2 separate regions of the Mus musculus genome follow, and region 2 is linked to region 1. The links are chromatin contacts, called in public promoter capture Hi-C maps. All regions are on one chromosome and are shown on one strand. Each heading gives the region's core, a stretch centred on a gene start, on an enhancer-like site or on the middle of the called end of the contact. The rest is flanking DNA. Distances are from core to core; before and after follow the strand shown.

Region 1 (3,462 bases), core at 753-3,252:
ACAGGAACTGAGACTGGAGCTGCAGAGAAAGCGGCTTACTCCCTTGATTTCCATGCTTTCTCAATGTACAGTCTTATACAACCCAAACCGCTTGTCCAGGGGTGGTGCCACTCACAGTAGCCTGGGCAGTCCCGCATCAGCACTTCATCAGGCCAATCTTCTGCAAGTCTTCAGCTGACGATCTGTTTGTGTCAAGGTGACAAATGACAACAAGCACAACCTAGACTATCTTCTGCCTTTTCATTTTCTCTCTGGGAACTGAAGAGCCAAACTGTAGGTTTGGGAAGAATTCAAAGGTTCAGATGAAGAGCTGGGAGACATGCCCACTGCCCAGTGTATGCACCACATAAAAAGTAGGCTCTGCCTGAAGTGTGATCTAGCCCAGCATCTGTGAGGCTAGAAAAGAAAGAAAAAAACGAAATGCCTGAAGTAGATGGGTTGCAGGGTTCTAAAAAGTGGGGTGTGCTTGAATTTGGTTACTGGGGACATTTATTTGTCTTTTTGGAGACTTTACATTCACAAGTTCAGTTAGAGCCCATGTTTGGTACTGAGATGCCAGAAACTGCAGGGGAGGTCTCTCTCATTCTTTCCGCCATAGTCCCCATCCTATTTAAAGTGTCCCTAAGGAAAATCCAAGCATCTCTATGGCTGAACATGAGTCTAGAGGGCACATTCGAAAGGTCCCTACATCTGTGGACTTTCTTTTTGTTTGAGATAAGGGCTCAATGTATATCCCAGGCTGCCCTGGAACTTACTAAGTAATCCAGGAAGGCCTGAAAAATATCATTTTTCTGTCTCAGCCTCATGAGTGCTAGGACTATAGGCAGATGTCACACCTGGCTTCTGGGGACTTCTCAGAAACTGTTAATGAAATGTCAAGTGTAACGTAGGCACACAGTAGATGTGGGCTTGGACTAACAGTGCCAAAGCTGGAGTCTGGCATCGTGGCTCGCTAAGATTTCAGTGAGGTGCCATTTATATCTACTTTATTAATACATTAGAGAATTTTTGCCTTATCTTGGAAATTTAGCAGTGCTGGGCACTTAACCATTTGCTAAAGGTCCCCATGTTCCAAGTCTCCTAGGAGAGAATTCTCCTGCCTCCCTGCACTCATACTTAGGACTGTGGCTGGTAGACAGCAGGCAGCTAACCCACGTGGACTGTCTTTTGTGATTGTACTAGAGAAGATGGATGTCTGAGGGGACTTCAAGGTGCGTCCTAAAGAAGCAGCTGTCCAAGGGAGACACTTTGTTCCTGACCACAGCTGGCTCTATTGGCTGACAGTTGTTGAGATATCTTCTGCCCAGATGTTCTCCTCTAATGCCACAAGGGAAATCCTGAAAACTTTAACGGTCTGGATCACCTACTTCTAAGATAGGCTTGCTGACTGCATATCCAGTCTCTTTCCAACTTTGCCAGTGTGTGCTTTTCTGAAAAGGCTAGACTTCACACACACACACACACACACACACACACACACACACACACACACGGTACTTTACATGCAGCAAATGGAATTATTTATTTTAAGTAAAAACACGTAAGGACCTCTTCAGTGTTCAGTACCGATCTTCCCTGAGCAGAAGGCATGTTGGCTATCCTCAGCCTCCCCGCTAGTCAGCTCTGCCAGGTTAGCACTTATGTGACGATTAGCCACATGCGTGTCTAGTTAAGTGTCTCTAAGGCATGATGTTCCCAGGCTATTTATCCCACAGGGCTTGAGCACCCATCTCAGTTGTTGTTTGTTTGTTTGTTTTTAGATGAATCAACTGTCATCTGTGGAGCTTTCTGTGCAGGGCACAGGACAGAAGAGGGAGGAATAGGCGTGTCCTAGCTGGAAAGAGAAAGGCCTGGCCCTGGAGGGCGGGACTTGGCAGTGTGGAGGGCGGAGCCCGGCTGCGGTGGGCTGGGTCTGGCCCTGGAGGGCGGAGTCTGGCTGTGGAGGGCGGGGCCTGACCGCGGAGGCGGGCGCGCCACAGCAACCCAGCCTCATTTCCCTCATTTCCTCGCGCGCGCCGGAAGTGGCGGTGCTCCGCGGCGGCGCGCCGGGCCGGCCCCGCGCAGGGCGCTGGCCAGGTGTGCAGGTCCCCAGAGGCGGCGACGCTGAGCGGCGGGCGCGGTGAGTACCGCCGTGTCCTGCCGCGCCTCTGGGCAGCGGCCGGTCCCCTCGGACGAGCCCTCCGGGACGCCGCTGGGCGCGGCGCTTCCTTGACGCGCCCTCCCGAGGCTGGTCCCGTTTTGGAGACCGCTGCTGCCAGGGACCGCTGGTTTGCGTGTCAGGTTTTTTTTTTAACCTCCTCGTCATCATCTCTGCTGAGTGGCTAAACTTTTTACTGTGGGGTTGAACGCGCCCACTGGCAGCAGCCCTCCTGCCTCTGACAAAACGCTCCCCTTTAAAAGATGCTCTTGGAGTAGGAATTGATGATCGCCGGAACCTGGATAAAAACCAAAAACGGAGAACTGTCAGAAGGACCAGATAGTTTAGAAAATTCCTGCATTTCTGAGCAACTGGCTGGGTAATTTGTCAAATACCACAGCGGTACTTGTGTTTGTGATGATGACATTGGCGGCATGACAGTTTGGTTACAAATCTAACGCTTTTCTTCTTAAGTCCTCATTAAATCTGAAGGTGTGCTTTAGCTTGTTTTTGAAATGTACATGCAGTGTCCTGACAGTTCATGCCACTGAAGGCCCCTGGGCCTTTAATACCTTGGGGATTAATGCCATCTCTTAAAGGTGCATTTAAAAAAGCACCTCTGATTTCCGAAGTAATAAAAAGGTGTTTTATGGCATAATATTCGGGAATATTTGCTACTATCTTTTTTAAATTATGTGACTAAAAGAATATAAAAAGGGTGTTGTGTTTTCAGTATATGAGGCTTAGAAGTGTTGATATTAAACAACCAGCTTTAGTTTCAGATAATTAAGAAATTACTGTTTATCCATCTACACTCCTTTTGTAGTGGTATAAAATATAAAAAAACGTCAACAAATGCATGAAAATGAACTGTCTGTGAATCATTACATGCTTCTTACCTTGTCTGCTGCTACACACATCAGATTTTAATTGTACAACATTCCCATAGTGCTCTGCTTCTTCCAAATAGGTTACCCCTGCTTCCCCATTAAGAGTTCTGACTTCTTTCATCAGCCATTAGTTTGGACTATTTTAAGCTTCATGTTAATGGAGTTAATATATAGTATTCTCAGAATATTGCTGTGGAAGTCACTGTTCGTGTTTTTTGATATGATATCATTCATATCATGGTATGGTGTTGATAATTCTTTCTTATAGTGTAATGTGCCATTCTGTGATGTGATTGTTCTTCTGTTCATGAATGTGTGCTTCCAGATTTGTGTATTATTTGTTTTAGGTTTTAGGGGTGTTATAACATTCTTGTGAATGTCTTAGTATGTGAATACATTTCTGTCAGATGTAAAATGGCTGAGACCTACAATAGG
Region 2 (3,417 bases), core at 374-2,873, 2.2 Mb before region 1:
TTTCAACGTTTTCTTCCATCACCATTCATTGGCCAATTCTTTCTAAACCTCTACATTAAAAAAACAAAAACAAAAACAAAAAATTAATGCTCTTTATCTTTCTCAAGGATGCCTCCTTGTTGCAGTAATAATTAGCGTGGGGGTTCTAGTCTAGTGACATCACCCTGTAGACAACCTGAGTTCGGATTACTAAATTTAAGAAACCCGAGTAGTGGCCTGCAAAGGTTTGATAAACTGAACATCAGTAGGCTTGGACACAAAAACGGTCGACATTAGTGGGGTTTTTTTTAACACGCAAACAGAAAGATGGTGCGTGAGCTGATGACAGGACACTTCAAACGCCTTTCCCTAGGAAGGGCCTGAAGCCTTTTGTTATCCTTACCTCCAATCCACACTACAATATCCGTGCCCAATAAGTTCTGGGAAGGAAAAGGTCCCAGAGACACCTCTTTCTGTCTTTTGAAGGGGGACCTGAGAAGCGATGCGATGGCCCAGTCGTCAGGCCAAAGCCTGACAATCTTGAGTTCGAGCCCGGAGACCCACAACCCCCACAACGCAGGAAGAGAATCGACTCCTACAAAATGTCCTCTGACCCCTCCGCGAGCGCTCTCTCGCTCTCCTCCCCTCTCTCCCTCTCTCTGTCTGTCTGTCTCTCTGTCTGTCTGTCTCTCTCTCTCTCTCTCTCTCTCTCTCTCTCTCACACACACACACACACACACACACACACACTCACACGCGATCAAATAAAATGTCAAAGTGGACGTGAAACTGCGTTCAGAAACCAGGGCAAAAAACATCCTCAAAAGTGGCCTCGGGACACCAAGAGAGGAGGGAGGGGCCCCCGGAGAGCACGGAAGACCCCCAAAGAGGAAAGCCACGGGGAGGAGGAGGACCGTCCCGCCGCCCCAGCACGCCCCCCGTCCCCGCCCTCAGGCGACGCTACCTTGGGTGGCCGGATTTTGCAGATGCCCGTTTTCTCCGCAAAGGGCCGGATGCGCCCGATAAAACTCAGCGGGTCTGTGAACTCCTCCCAACTGGGCTCAAAGACCGGGCACTCGGGCGGTGGCACGAACTCCGCCGCGTAGCCCCCCGGGCCCACGGACGCCATGGTCACCAAAAAATAAAATAAAAAGCCAGGGGGGCCTGAGGTGCACAAGCGAGGAAAGGCTTGGCTGACGGCCACCAAAGCCCTCTCACGTCCCCGCACTGGGGCCGCAGCGCATCTTCTTAGGACGAGAACGAGTCCTCACAGGAGCGCCAGCCGCTCTCCCTCCGCTCGTTTGTTATTGTTTCCTTCAGGGCTTTTCCTCTCAGGGGCAGGACGCTCCCGGAAGTTAACGTGCTGCTAAATCAGTCCGCCACCGCAGGAAACAAAATCCCACCGCCGCCACGTCTAGTCGGGTCTTCTCTCCTCGCTCCCTTCCATGACGGCCGGCGGAGCTTTTTTGTTTTATTTTGGTTTTTTGTTTTCTCACAGCTTGCCTGTCAAAGTTCTGCGCCCTCCGTCCACCCCGGGTGCGCGGCCCCTCAAGGCGCCGCGACCTCTCTCGAGGAGAGGCGAGGGAAAAGCTACCCCGCAAGGTGGAACGCGCGCTTCCGGCGCGCGGAGGAATGTGTAATGCCTCGGAGAGCAGAGGTACTGCTTCCGGTAAGGGGCTTCCGGTTCCTCTTTGTGTCGGGGGTGGGGACACGAACGCAAGGTGGGCCCCTCCGTGGCTAGTCGGCCGGGTTTGTTCGTTCTCCGAGACCTGTTTTTAACATCGTTGTCTAGGTTTGGACAAGTGACGAACTCTTGGCCGAGTTTCCGCGTCTCCGTTTCCTTCTTTCGAATGCTAGTCTTGTACAACTCGTTTCGCTCGGTCGCCTTCGTACGGGTTTCTCGCTTCTCCGTGACCAATAGGTTTCAGCCCAATTCCGTCATTACATGGGCCGGCCTTCACCACCAGCTGCGACTTGCTTTTTCTCACGACACTGGGAACCTACCCATAGAGGGCCTGGCCTTGCTAGTCTAGCTGTTGGCAGCCATCCCGAAACCGTATTTGAGTAGTAAGCAGGGCCTGAAAACGCTTGCTTTGTAACCAACCCATTTCAGTTTGGTATGAAACTGGTCACCTTGTCAGAAACCTCTACTTGGAAGGCCGGGCATAGTTGCACACGCATAGAGTTCCGATCAGCAATGGCTGGTTTAAAAAAAAAAAAAGCCACGTTTCTGGTATACGGTCCTACAGTTCCTTTATGCGTCTAAGCCTGACTCTACAAGGTTGAAGGCAAGAACCGGCTCCAAAGTTATCCTGTGCCCTCCACATCCATATACCTTTATGGTGATGAAGGTAGATGCTTTAGGGGCAGTTCGAGCTGCATATGAATTTGAGGCCTGATTAGGCTACGGGAGACCTTGTAAGTAAGGAAAATCCCTGTGTGGTGGCTCAGGACTATAAACTCAATTCTGGGGAAGGAGATGTAGAAAGAGCACCATAAGGCCACATGGTACACTTATCGAGTTCCAGAATGGTCAAGAATACGGGGTAAGGGCCAGAACAGTGGCTCAGCTGTGAAGGGCACTTGCCACCAAGCTTGAAATCCTAAGTTTGATTCCTGGAACCCCATGGTTAAAGGAGAGAACTGAAAGCTGACCTCACCTTCACGCCAGGTCCACATACATTCATCTACAAATTCACACATTAAGTAATCAAAGGCTGGGGGGGTTGGAGTGGGGGGGTGGCTATCAGGTAAAACGCTGACTCATAAATAAAGGTTCTATTCTGCTAGTCAGGATCAGGAATGCAAGGAAATGGACTCAGGCTAGTTTGTTCAATTACTTTCTGTACTAGAAATTGAACCCAAGTCCTTGAACATATTAGGTAAATGTGTCCTGAGCTGTAACTCCAGTATAGTCTCCATTTCTTGCTTAAAGAAAAAAGGGAAAAAGTGATATACAGAGAAAAAATGGACATAGGAAGGTATGATGAATTATATACAATTACTAAAATATTTTATAACAAGACTTAGGTCATTTAGCATTTAATCTGAAAAAAAAAGAACTATGCACATCAAAAGAGAAATAGTAAAATTCAAAAGACTGTTTTAAATTTTTGTGTTTGTTTTTCAAGACAAGGTTTCTCTGTAGAGCCTTGGTTGTCCTGGACCTCTCTGTAGACCAGACTGGCCTCTGACTCCCAGAGATACCCCTGCCTCTACCTCCCAAGTGCTGGGAGGAGCAAAGGTGTGCACAACTGTACCTGGTATACTTGAAAATTTAAAACTCATCAAAAGTTCTTTCATTACATACGCAATCAAAATATATTGTTATTTGGCTGGGGATGGAGCCTGAAGGATCACAACTCCAAGATCATCCTCAGCTGTCTGTGTCAAGGCTGCCCTGGGATTTAAAAAAAAAAAAAAAAAAAAAAAAAAAAA

The links. Capture Hi-C pulls out chosen DNA fragments and counts their contacts.
Region 2: a contact with region 1 is called in a promoter capture Hi-C map of liver, with 3 times the contacts expected there. The contact joins the promoter of Kdm5a here to the promoter of Csgalnact2 in region 1. A contact is called at or near these places in 2 of 39 promoter capture datasets (hippocampal neurons and pre-B cells) and 2 of 9 other capture datasets (adipose tissue and liver).

What each region holds. Positions count from the first base shown.
Region 1 is chr6:118,137,680-118,141,141 of GRCm38.p6, reverse strand. Csgalnact2 (chondroitin sulfate N-acetylgalactosaminyltransferase 2) reads left to right here and starts at 2,002. Exons shown (of 8, transcript NM_030165.3): 1 at 2,002-2,119.
Region 2 is chr6:120,362,305-120,365,721 of GRCm38.p6, reverse strand. Kdm5a (lysine (K)-specific demethylase 5A) reads right to left here and starts at 1,623. Exons shown (of 28, transcript NM_145997.2): 1 at 944-1,623. The coding sequence starts at 1,108. It also overlaps a transcript of Ccdc77 not described here.